2 separate regions of the Mus musculus genome follow, and region 1 is linked to region 2. The links are chromatin contacts, called in public promoter capture Hi-C maps. All regions are on one chromosome and are shown on one strand. The core of a region is the stretch at or near the end of the contact, and the rest is flanking DNA. Distances in the headings are between cores, read along the strand shown. Region 1 holds the start of Mir155hg (Mir155 host gene (non-protein coding)). Region 2 holds the start of D16Ertd472e (DNA segment, Chr 16, ERATO Doi 472, expressed).

Region 1 (6,272 bases), core at 3,587-6,086, 6.1 Mb after region 2:
TGTGTGTGTCCCACACAAATTAAGTTCTACAAGACAAAAGCAAATTCTCCTATCCTAGATCCTAACATAATTCTTACTACATGAATTCTTGCATACCCAGAGCCATTGTCATATATGGGAAGAGGAAAAAATACAAAGTGCTGCTTATCAGAGTGTTTGAAACATATGGCAATAACTAATAGCACATACATTTCAATGGGGGAGTTTTATTAAAATTAATTGTTGACAAATAATACGCGTGATCCTAAGTAGACAGAGGAAGTTCATGAGAAGGTGACCTTAAAGAGTGATGATACTACAGAATTAGTAACTGCCATACATTTCCTTTTCCCCAAAGATGAAGGGAAAAAATAGAGGTTATCAAAAAAATAAAAATTAAAAGAAGAAAAATCTTACTTTTTAAGAAAAATCTTATTAAAATCTTACTGTTGTGGCATTACAGAGTTTGCCCAGACATGGCAAGACTTTGCATAAATAGGAAATAAGAAGGACTAAAGCAGTGGGCCTCATCTCATCAATGCACTCTCCCCTCCTGTTCCCTGTTTTTCCTGTCATGTTTTTCCCCATGTCTGTTTCATAGTGCCTTAGCAGAGCTTTGGGCCTGCACTAAGCCCATGAGGTCACTGAAGTAAGGAAGTTGGTTCCTCCCTGTGATGCAGTGAAGTGGGGAGAAAGCTGAACTCAGGCTAGCTCCACTCCACGTTATCTGCTTGCACTCTCCACACCCAGACTCTGGAGGGAAAGATCCTAACCTGTTTTTTCCACATCCTTATCTGATATTAATCATAACCCATGATGGAGCTATTGGGAAGGCTACTTCAGTTCCACGGGTCATTTTATAAAAATATTCTAGCTATAAAATGGGGAAAAACAGAATCATCTTCTAATATTCTTTCTCTTTTTGCATTCATAATTAGATGGTCTCTCAATATATTTCCATAGTGATCCCAATATAGTATAGTGCCATTCTTCTGAGAAGATTCAAAAGCATGCCGTATTTTTTTGCTTGCATGTATTAATTTTATTGGAAATTTTTCATAATACATAAGAGTATGTTGTATATAAGCTGTTCTGTGTCCTTGTGGCTCCTTTCAATAAGGAACTCTTAATAAAAATTTTAGGCATTTTCAATAAAGAGGTCTCAGCTAGAAATAAGAGCAGAGAAGGAATTAAGGGCTTTATGAAAGAAAATATTATGGTGTAAAGAATTAATAACTCCCCCAGAAATGGCTTATATAAAGATTTTTCTTAAATGTAAAAGAAATATGAAATGTAATGTCACCTGATTCAGGATACAGATTATTATCATAAAGCAACTGTTTTGTTTGTTTTAGAAATTAAAATTTGTATTTTCTTCATTAATTTATTCACTTTATATCCCAATCACAGCCTCCCTCCCTCCCCTCCCCCCATTACTCCCTCCTCTTCTCCTCAGAGAAGGGAAAGCCCCCCATCCTATGAGTACCATCCCACCCTGGCACATCAAATCGCATCAGAACTAAGTGCGTCCTTGCCTGCTGAGAGCAGACAAGGCAGCCCGCCTAGGAGAAGTAGATTCCAAGGCAGAGTCGGAGACAAGAAGACTTATTGATCCTGTAGAAGATGTCAGAAGCAGGTCACACCAAACATCTTTCTCAACACGTGGAGCTCGTGTGTTCAAGACGAATTAGCATACTACTCATTCCTTCTCCCTTATCCTTAAAGTCAGATACTGAGAGGGGAGACAGAATAGAAAAGGTCTACAGAAAACATGCAGTAACCTTCATGTGGCCCTGCTTTAGAAAAGCAGAAACTGAAATCGCCCTCGAGGCAAAGGATAAGTCTTTACACGAAGCACTATTGAGATACGTTTTAATGATGCTGTATAAAACAGAGGTTAAAGTGACAGAAAACAACCAAAGCTTGGTTAAAACCACTCAAACCGCTCCATCTGTGACTATTTTGTGTTGGATGTAAAATGACTGGAGATGCTCAGTCACTTTTGTCCAAGTCTTTCTTCATCCAATTAAAAGCTGTCTACCAAGACCTGGGTCCTTTCTCCTCCGCCTCTGTTCTGCACAATGACTAGCTAACTAACCGATTAAGTGCAAATTAACTGAGGACTTAAACCCCACCCCACCCCTCCTTCCTCATTGCACTGTAGGAACTTCCACCCTGAAGCCTGTCTCACCCTGGAGGAATTGGTTCTGATGGTCAGAGACTCCGGACTGAGAACAGAAGCCAGGCTAGAGCAGATGAAGAACTTTAGGAGCTATAAGAAAGGGCATGGTGTTCACAGTCATCTTCAACTTTCATCTTAGGTCAAAAGGCAACCAAAGCCTTGTTAACTATGACTCGTGCAGAGCTTCCCCGTGTCTTCATGTTTTACTCGGCTGCTTTAACCTTCGCTCCCTACTTCCCTGGTCTAGTCCAGAACATAGCTTTAGAAACGCAGGTTCAGGGTAAATTCTGGTGGGAAATCCAGATGATTTGTAAATGCAATGATATGCAATTGATTTTAGTAATCCACATAGGATTCAACTATGAATTCTATCTCTATTAGTATGTTTTTCAAGTTAATAGATGATAGAGATAGATAGATAGATAGATAGATAGATAGATAGATAGATAGATAGATAGATACATAGATAGATACATAGATAGATAGATACATAGATACATAGATACATAGATACATAGATACATAGATACATAGATAGATACATAGATACATAGATAGATACATAGATACAGATAGATAGATAGATAGATAGATAGATAGATAGATAGATAGATAGACAGACACATAGACACATAGATACATAGATTGTTAGATGATAAATTAGATAAACTCATCTGAATTAAACCATTTTAATTGTCCAAAATATGACCTTCTTTTCACCTAGTGGCTTTAAAACTAGAATTTGTGTTACTCTATCAATACACAATCATGCTTTTCCAAAGAAGTGGATATTCATTCACTTCAGAACCTCAAAGGAACAGTTTCCAAAAATTTGTATATGTCAAAGTGAATAGCTAGGGCTGTCCCACATGGTATTGGTGAAAAATACAACCACTGGCTTCCTATAAAGAAAATATTTCATCATGCAGTTTCTTTGATAACTCTCGAATGGTTGGTGCTAAGAATAAGCCAGACAAAAAAATAAGCACATAGATATATACACATGTATATACATATATATATAATTGTAGGAGGATCTAATTCATGATTTTCTTGCTTGTTTGCTTGTACGTATGTTTGTTTGAAATACAGTCTCTCCCTATATAAACCAGAGTAGCCTGGAACTCCCAGAAACCTTACTGCCTCTGCTTTTTGAGTGCTAAGATTAAGGGTGTGTGCCACCACACTTGGCCTACAACTCATGATTTTAACATAAAGTGAGACCCTCATAAAACAAATGGAGTCATTTGAGAGAAAAGGTGGGAATGAATGCAGATGTCTTTGATAACTCAATCAGAAACTTAAAACTGGTTACAGTGGCAAAGTTTGTTTGTATGTATGTATATGTGTGTGTATGTATGTATGTATGTATGTATGTATGTATGTATGTATGTATGTATATGTGTGTATGTATGTATGTATGTATGTATGTATGTATGTAGATATATGTGTGTATATGTATATGATGAAAGTTGAAGATGAGTATGAATATGATGCCCTTTCTTACAGCTCCAAAAGTTCATCTACCCTACTCTGTATGTGTGTGTCTGTGTGTGTGTGTTATATGTGTGAGATACATGTGTGTGTGTGTGTTACCACAAAAAAATTACTAAAAATAAAAAGATCCAGTATAGGACATATTCTTCTCTGAGTACCTTAGCTGATAACATTTTCCCTGGCAAATCAGCAAGACTAGACAGATTGTGACATTCTATGCCTCCCTTATACCTCAAAATATTATCCTGAAGAAAAGTCTAATTATATTCTCCTGGAATGTCCTTAGGTTTAGGCTATACCACAGAGAAATGGTGATATGCCACATAGTGAATGGGACCTGGACTTACGATTTGTCTGAACTAAATATAGTGCTTAAGGTTGGTCGAGATTTTTACCTAAGGTCAAAAGAGTTGATTGCAATAGCAATTCCTAACATTATATTTTATTATTTATTGAGACGGGGTCCAATATAGCCCAAGCTGACCCCAGAGGTGATAAGTAATTGGGAACAGCCCTGAGCTCATGATCCTCCTAAGTCCATCTCTCAAGTCCTGAGATCAAAGGCTGCACCAGTGTCCATGTATGTGGTACTTGGGAATCAAACCTAGGCTTTTCATGTAGATAGATGATAGATAGATAGATAGATAGATAGATAGATAGATAGATAGATAGATAGATAGATAGGTGTGTATGTGTGCACACATGTATGTATATATGTAATATACATATATATGTATATATGGCTATACATATATATGTATATATGGCTATATATATATAGCCAGATGTGGTGGTATATGGCTATAATTCCAGAATTTGGGAGACTGAAGTGTAAGGTCATGAGTTCAAGGCCAGCCTAGGTTATATAGGGCAACCTTGGCTACCTATACTAAATATATTCTTGGTAATACCTTTATTCAGATGGTATCTTTAAAGGATAGAAACAGAACTTATAGATAAGTTATTTACTTAAATTGGAATGGGGTTATGTAGGCACTCATGCACACATGCACAGTTGCATATATTCTCCCTAATGGGTCAATAATATGGCATGAAGTAGAACACTAGAATCTTAATAGATTTACTGAGGACTTACTGAGTTCAATGCACTATGAAGAGAAAAGGTATTATTACAGTCTTTCTTTTGGCTGAAATAAAATCCAAGATTGAAACTGTGTAATTCACAGACTTTCCTCATGAAACCAGCTCATCTGAGAAAACAGCAAAGTTTAAAAAAGAAATACTATCAGTAAGTATGATATATTTCCTTGGTTTGGAAATTTCCAAGCCACGATATTCTGCCCTGTCAAAATATATTCACTGGGGAATTTTTAACTTGATGCATTTCTTTTGAACTTAATCACATTTCTACATCTAGCTGGTTTCATTATTAAAGAAAAGAAAAGGTGGTTCCCCTCTGGTCCTAAAGGGAACCACAGACTTGAGTGATGCTTGAACTTCTAGGTTCGCGTACAGTAACACTGAAACCAGAAACTTGTGGGAGAAATGTCACTTTATCTGAGAGAGTAAAATCCAACTCTAACAGGAAACAGCAAATTCATCTTTTTTCTTTTTCTAAACCACTCTGCTGGAGACAAGTCCCTTGAGTCAGAGCTCTTTAAGGCGCACTTCCTTTACATGGGTCAAACTGAAGCCACCGGTTTGTGAGTCCCCAAAGGAATCACTGGAGGACAACAGGAGCATTTTCAGATACCTTTCAGGGCAGACCTGCCCTGGCTGTACCCCCTATCTTGAAGAAAAAGAAAAACGAATAAGGTGAAAATCGCAACTACTATTTATAGAATCAAAATGGGTTCATCCATTGAGTTTTAACTTTCAAAAATCATAAAGTACCATCCTAAATATCTGAGATTTCTTGAATTGCCTAGTGACCTGTGGGATGTACGTCAGAATATTACCCAGAACTGAAGTTGTGTCCTTTGAACTTCAGCATTGTAGAACTATGAACCGTGGCTGTGTTAAAAATGATACATGTATTCAAATATTTCCACAGAATTTAAAGTTTGATTTTATAATTAGTTTTTAAATTGCAAACCTTACAAAAATTTTCCAAAATTTACTTAGAAGCATTTCAGAGCTCTTTTCTTTCAAAGCTGAAGTCTACCTTGCCTTCAGATTCATAATCGTTCACTCTACTTTATAACTAACTGTGTGCGTACACACAACTATTTCTTTTTCTCTTTGCAGGTGCTGCAAACCAGGAAGGGGAAGTGTGTGGTTTAAGTTGCATATCCCTTATCCTCTGGCTGCTGGAGGCTTGCTGAAGGCTGTATGCTGTTAATGCTAATTGTGATAGGGGTTTTGGCCTCTGACTGACTCCTACCTGTTAGCATTAACAGGACACAAGGCCTGTTACTAGCACTCACATGGAACAAATGGCCACCGTGGGAGGATGACAAGTCCAAGAGTCACCCTGCTGGATGAACGTAGATGTCAGACTCTATCATTTAATGTGCTAGTCATAACCTGGTTACTAGGATAGTCCACTGTAAGTGTTACGATAAATGTCATTTAAAAGATAGATCAGCAGTATCCTAAACAACATCTCAACTTCAAGCCCACATGTTTATTTTTTATCTTGAATGGAAAGTGA
Region 2 (6,763 bases), core at 1,608-4,107:
ACTGATTTTTTTTAAAAACACGACTTGGGTGGGTACTGCTATAAAAACTGACTTTGGTGGAAATCTTTCTTGATCTTCCCACAGCAGTAGGACAATATTAAACTAATGTGCATAACAAATAGCTCATCAGCGCAGTAACAATGGAAATCCATTTGTGAGCACAAGGAACTGACAATCAAGACAAACCGAGGCGGTTTTTGAACTTCACCTTTAACACAGAGGATAAAACAGTTCTAATCCGGATTGAGAACCGTTTTTTTTTTTTTGTCTTTTAGACTAATAGACAAGTATTATTTCAAAAAACATAGCACCGGGGTCATGTTTACACATCAAGAGCTACAATGCTCACAGTTAGTTAAAAGGCAGCTTCAGAAGGGCCAGGAAAGCAATTATGAAAACTGAGGTCTCTGCAGTAAAGTGTTATATGGCATGATGATTTACGTATCAGGAAGCACCAATTAGGGAAAGCTGGCTGAATCAAAAACCAATTAGGATTCGGGAGGAAGGATTTCCAGCATCTATCCCACAGTTCACTACCTATTGACAGTAGATGAGTGGGACTGAGGTCACAGCCACAAGAACTAGATGGCCGGGCTTCGAAGCCTGGGACTACCAATTACTAGCGATGTGCCTTCAAACTGCACTCCTTAGGTCTCTCATGTTCCATTCCATCACATTCAAACAAGTAATCATAGCAGGCATCCCAGAGCTATTTTGAATGAAGATAATCCAGTAAGACGCTTAGGGCCAGGCTTGGCACAGATGTGCTCCCAGCAAACATTTGCCTGGCACAGAAGAACAGCTTGCTGACGCCACTCCAGCAACCTGGAGCAGCCCACCCACCCACCAGGCCTCAGTTTCTTCCAGACAACACAGAGATTGCAAGTTGATCCTGTCTGATGTCTCTGCCCTTCTAAAATGTAAACTTCCAGGAGGTGTGAGAACACACAGGAAAAAAAACTGTTTCCAAAGAGCAGAAGTGTGCCCTCTCACTGGGGCACAGAGAACATAAATATAAACTCCACACACACATAAAAAAAAATCGTCATTTCTAAGTCACGCTTTTAAAACTAGGTGTAATCACTACAATTTACTAAAGCCAGAGTAACAAGCATACTACTTAGCCCACAGAAACTCCATGATGCGCCAAGACAGACACCATTTGGAAGCTACAACACTTCTGAGTAACAAGTCCTAACAGGAATGGCAAAGTCTATGATCTCAGTACAGGAGTGTGCTTAGCAATAAGGATACATTGTCCCTCTTAATAAGACAAAAAAAAAATCATGAAAGTCTTTAAAGACAAAATGAAATGTTGTTTTGAAACCAAGCCCTTAAGCATCTAGGTATTTCAAAATATTTAGTATCTAGTAAGATCTTTCTCTACTGACAGACACATTAGAACCTCAAAATTCAAGTTATACACAAATTTTTATTTTGGGGGAAATTTTAAGATTCTTCTTCAGTGTGACTCATAGATACCCCAAAAGACTTGGGGTTTCACTGTGACAGTGCAAATAGAAAGCTCACAGCCCATGTTTCCTGGAAACATCTAGGACCCAGTTATCTGTGTACCCAACACAACCTTCAGCAAAAGGTTTAATTTCTCAAGCATTTCTTTTACACATTCTCACAATGGTACTGGCATCGAAAGAATTGAAAAGTCCTTTTTTAAAAAGATTATTAATATTAAAGGAAGTTATTTAAAATCTGATATAAACAACTTAAAAAAATAAAAGTTAGTTAAAATTCACCACATGATGGGAAAAATAGAGACTAAGTTTGGCAGAAAGGAGTAAAATTATATCTGCCCACGTGTACGGTCATGTTGATTCTTAAATGTTTATCAGACAATACCTGCACTTCATTTCATATTAGTTAAAAGGAGCTTAACATTCTGTTATAAAGACAAACATTTCCCTCGACTCATAACTATTGTTAACTCTGGCTTCATTTCCAGAAACCCTTAGCAGATCTTCACTTAGGACAATCTCTAGGCTTTCAAGCAGTTGCAGTGTTACCTCCAAACATCTCAGCCTAAGTTGCACAAAGTAGTACGCGGCACGCAGTTAAAACCGCAGAATCCTTACCCTCGAGATTTAGCTCGAAGCAAATGTGGCAGAAGGAGAGCGTGTCTTTGTCTGTTCCCAGTTTACAAACACTGCAAATGTTGTCATCATTCAAGTCAATGCTTACAAACTGCTCCTCTTCGTTCATAGTGCCCCTATGAGGAAAGAGAAAGGAGCAAGTTACACAACGGCAAAAACTTGCTTATGGCCTGCAGTAACCGACCAAAAACCCCCCCAAAAACCGAAAAAGGAGGCGTTTGCAACAGCCCTGTCAGGCAAGCATCGCCATACCTGGAGTTACAGTATCACAGTTTTACTGCGAAAAAGCAAAAGGGCTGCCCACAGGAGACACCCGCCTCCCGGGTCGCGCCGGCAGACACCCGGCCTGTCAACCAACTTCGGGTCGGTCGCTGTGGCCAGAAGGAGCCGCTGGGACGCGGCTTTGCCAACTTCTGGGTGAGCGTCTGGAGGCGTCCCGCTAACTCGGTTACCCGGCTCCCCGGCTCCGCCGCGGCAAGACGCACGTGGGGACTGGGACACCCGGGAAGGATCGGCTCACGTCGGAGACTCTTCAGCCACGGACCGGAGGGTCCCGGGGACGCCACTCGAGGATCGTGGGCGTCCGGCACGGCGTGGGATCCGTCTCGTCTGTCCGTCCGTCCCGGCACTGGTCCTGAGCACCAGAGCGGCTCAGAGAAGGACCTCTACCGTCCGGCTCCGCGGGCCACCGTCCGCGCGCCACGATCCGATCCGCACTATTGTTTCCGCCGGCGCCGCAGCGCAGACAGCAGCGCGCTCCGCCCCGCCCGGGCCGCCTGCGCCACCCCGAGCCGCCCACGGGGAGAGCGGCCGGGCCAGCCCACAGCCCCAGGGCCCCACGTGGCCACCCTAGCGCAGGGAGTGTAGCCGCCCTCCGCCCGCCCCGCGCCGCCCCGCGCCCCCGTGCGCATCCTCTTGCGCCTCCGCGGAGAGCATCTCGCTCCCCTCCGCGTGGCGCACATGGACCCGTCCGGCCCGCCTCCCTGCAGCCCCTGAAAACTCCAGCCACTTGCGGATTGCAGGAATGGGCCCACGGCTAAGCCTGAGGGGTGGAGGAGGAGAAAGGCACACACGCGTGGGGAGTGTATTGCTTCAAAACCAGGAGCCTGAACCAAGTATTATCCTTGAACTCCTGTTTCATGTTGGTTGACTTTCTGAATGAGATAAAAGTTGATAATTCAGATATCCCGATTTAGGTATAATTCTAGAAGCAGAGCATCTTTTCTTCGAATTATGTATCACGATGTGGTACCTCCCATGCACATCCACGGAAAACATTCCCGAGGCTCCGCCTCTTGTTTTTAAGTCTACCCCTTTCCTAAACTTTTTTTTTTTTTAGTATGTAAATGTACTTTCATCATCTGCTTGACTCCTTAAGCCTTGCCTAGGCCACAAGTCTACGCAATACTTTCAGTTACGTTTGCTATGCTAGTCTTTCTCAACAGTCCACAGAAGAGAAACAGGAAACTCGGCTCTTGCAGTTTAGTGGTGACTAACCCTTTATCGCAGTTTCTTAGAAACAAAAACTGGAGCTTGAACTCAAGGCTGCGGAGGTAAAGCCACTAATCAAGGACTCAAAAAAGTCATCTGTGCCCATGCTACCGAAGTGTGGTGGATGACTCAAAGACCCCATGTGGCGTTTTTACAAATGCAGAATCCAGAAATCAATACCTTGCTCTGAAAAAGACCCCCAGATCCATGGACCTGAGGTGCCTCAGCGGGGGTGGCATGAGGTGGGATGGGGGAGGGGGAGTGTTTGCTATGGCAAACCTGGCAACCTGAGCTCCATTCCCAGTGGAACGGAAGTACTAACTCCACAAAGCTGTCCTCCAAGAGTGTCCCACAGTCACCAGGACACGCCCCCCCATTAATAATAATAATGAATATTTTATAGGTCCCTGCCCCCTATGCATATTAAAATTTGGGGTGTGTTAAATATCTTGCATTTTGGATTCTACTCATTTATTTAATTAAAGTGATTTTTACAAAGTTTATATTTGTATGTGTATGTTTGTATATGTGGTGTGTATGATGTGTGCATGATCATATCCTGGCATGTGTGTGGAGCTCAGAGGACAACTTCAGATGTCTGTCCTCATTTTTTTTTTTTAAATCTTGTTTGAGAAAGGGCCTCATTGCTGTTCATAGGTGTGTAGTGTAGGCTAGTGGGCCAGTGGGCTTCTCATGATCTCCCTGTCTCCAGCTCCCATGTTGCAGTAAATGTGTTAAGTTTGTTTGTTTTCTCCTGGTGTGTTAGTCAGGGTTCTCTAGAGTGACAGAACTTATGGAATGTATATATTGTGATGACTTACAGTCTGTAGTCCAACTAACCCAACAATGGTCAGCTGTGAATGGGAAGTCCAGGAATCTAGTATTTGTTCGGTCCCACAAGGCTAGTTGTTTCAGCTTGCCTTCTGTAGAAGTAGGTTTCAACAGATGTGCTGGCAAGTAAGTGCAAGCAGGCAAAGAAGAATGATTCTTCCTTCTTCCAAAGTCCTTATGTAGGTCTCCAGCAGAAGGTGTGGCCCAGATTAAAGGTGTGTGCTGGCACAACTGAGTCTGGGACTTGTTTTGTCCCAGGATGACTTTGAACTAAGAGATCTCTTTGCCTTAATCTCCTGGGATTAAAGGCCAGTACTACCTTGGCTGGGCCTAAATTTTTCATGGCCGCTATGCCTTAAGATCACCATGCCAAGATCCAAGTCAGAAGCTTGTGTCTTCCAGCCTCAAGATCTGGATCACAGGTAAGCTGTCCAATTCTAGATTGTAGTTCATTCCAGGTATAGTCAAGTTGACAACCAAGAGTAGCCATTACACTTGGATCTGGGCAACTGAACTCTGGTCCTCATACTTACATAGAAAGCTCTTTACCCACACCTTGAAGCCATTGCAGGTCCACAGATCTGAGTGCTGTTTTCGGATGTAGGTACATATTTAGGGAATTTGGGGTAGGACCGGAAATCCTGCACTTGTAGCGAGGCCGCATGAAGTCAGTGTTACTGACTCTTGTACTTTCACTCCATCAACATGGACATTGGCTGCTTTTTTGAGGCACTGATGAGTTACATCATAATTCATCAGTTCTCATAACCGATAAGCTTTCAAGATCGGTGGCTCTATGTTATCTGTCTCTCTATTCTCTTGGGTAAATAACTAGGGCAGAATTGCTAGATGATATGGTGAACATTTGCTTATTTTGTGTCAGGGTACGTGTGAATGTGAGGATCAAATCCATGTGAGTTGCACAAGTACCACACCACTAACTCAAATTCCCATTCAGTTTAAAAAGGAAATTGCCAAATGTGTTCCCTCAGTGCTTATGCAACTTTAGACACTGAGAATCGTTGATATACTCTTAGTGAATTGATACCCGCTATGGCTTAAATCTAAGACGCAGTCCCCATAGGTTCATGATCTGAAGGCTTGTGTATCCTAGCGGTTGGTACTGTTTTAGGGACCACGAAAATTTCTGGAGGCAGAACCCAGCTAGTAGAAGTGGATCACTGGGAGGAAGTCTGAATATTATTAGCCTGGTCTTTAGTGCTGGCCCAGCACTGAAGACTCTGTTTCCTACTCTCCCCATATGTACACATCCACTGCCATTTAGTTCACATCAGCTTCCAAGAGCTGCACCACCTCCCATGCCTTCCCTGCCGTGGGATGTGGGATGAGCTGAAATCCTTCTGAAGTCCTGAGACCAAATAAACCTAAGTTGTTTCAGTCTGGTGCTTGTGTTACTGTGGTACAGAAATCACAAATACAACTAGTTTTATTTGAAAATGAAAGGGGGAGCAGCGGGGGCGGGCTCCTGTTGTTGCAAAGAATATCTCTGAAAGGAAAGAGTCACTGGGCAGCTTTCAAAGCCAATCAGATCCTGTAGAAGAAAAGACCTGGGTTCAGAAAGAAAAGGAATGCAGAGAGAAGACACAGAGGAACAAAACCCAGAGTGCTAGTGATCTCAGATATAACAGCACCCAACCTAACACACATGTATGACTGCAGTACTGGGGGCGGCAGGGAGGAGAAGGGCAGTGGGGGGAGGGGGACAAGCTAGAGTTGATGAAAAGTATCAGCCATATCTCAGAAGCTCAACAAACCTGAAGCTAGACAAAAGAGTCCCAACGAACACATAATGAAAAGAAAAACAACAAGGAAAAGAGAAAAACCATCAAGTAGACCGAGAAGAGAGATGCATTTAAAGAGGAGTTGAGAAACTGCTACAGTTTTCTTATTAGAAATCATACAAACCCGAAAAACCTGGAATAAAGACTTTCACAGGTGGAAACAGAGCTGGACTCCTAAATTTCTGTTTACCCAGTGTAGCTCTGAAAATAAAGACATCTCCACACAAAGAGAAGCAGAAGATCTAGCCATTCTTAAGGAAATGTTGAGAGAATTCAGTCGACCTTTCAGTTTATTTGAGAGATACTAATGGGAAAACACTGTATTTGGAGCCTTCGGTACAGTAAGGCACAGTAATATGTGACTCTAATCATAGAAACCATTAGAAGCAGAATCTTTAATGTCAGAAACGCTTCAGAAGATTATGCCAAACCAACTGGGAGAATCCTAGAGATATAACTCACCAACCCCAGGAAACAGCAAGCGTAGAGATCTCAGGCCTAGTCTGTGAGGAACTATGTTTAGCCAACAAC

Evidence for each region. Promoter capture Hi-C pulls out the DNA fragments that hold promoters and counts their contacts.
Region 1: a promoter capture Hi-C map of pre-B cells shows a contact between it and region 2. The contact joins the promoter of Mir155hg here to the promoter of D16Ertd472e in region 2. A contact is called at or near these places in 2 of 39 promoter capture datasets (cranial neural crest and pre-B cells) and 1 of 484 Hi-C or Micro-C datasets (B cells).

What each region holds. Positions count from the first base shown.
Region 1 is chr16:84,708,187-84,714,458 of GRCm38.p6, forward strand. It overlaps Mir155hg (Mir155 host gene (non-protein coding)), which reads left to right and starts at 4,837. Exons shown (of 2, transcript NR_132106.1): 1 at 4,837-4,907; 2 at 5,867-6,272. Mir155 (microRNA 155) reads left to right here and starts at 5,954; the gene lies at 5,954-6,018.
Region 2 is chr16:78,573,831-78,580,593 of GRCm38.p6, forward strand. D16Ertd472e (DNA segment, Chr 16, ERATO Doi 472, expressed) reads right to left here and starts at 2,858. Exons shown (of 5, transcript NM_001252439.1): 1 at 2,594-2,858; 2 at 2,091-2,224. The coding sequence starts at 2,217.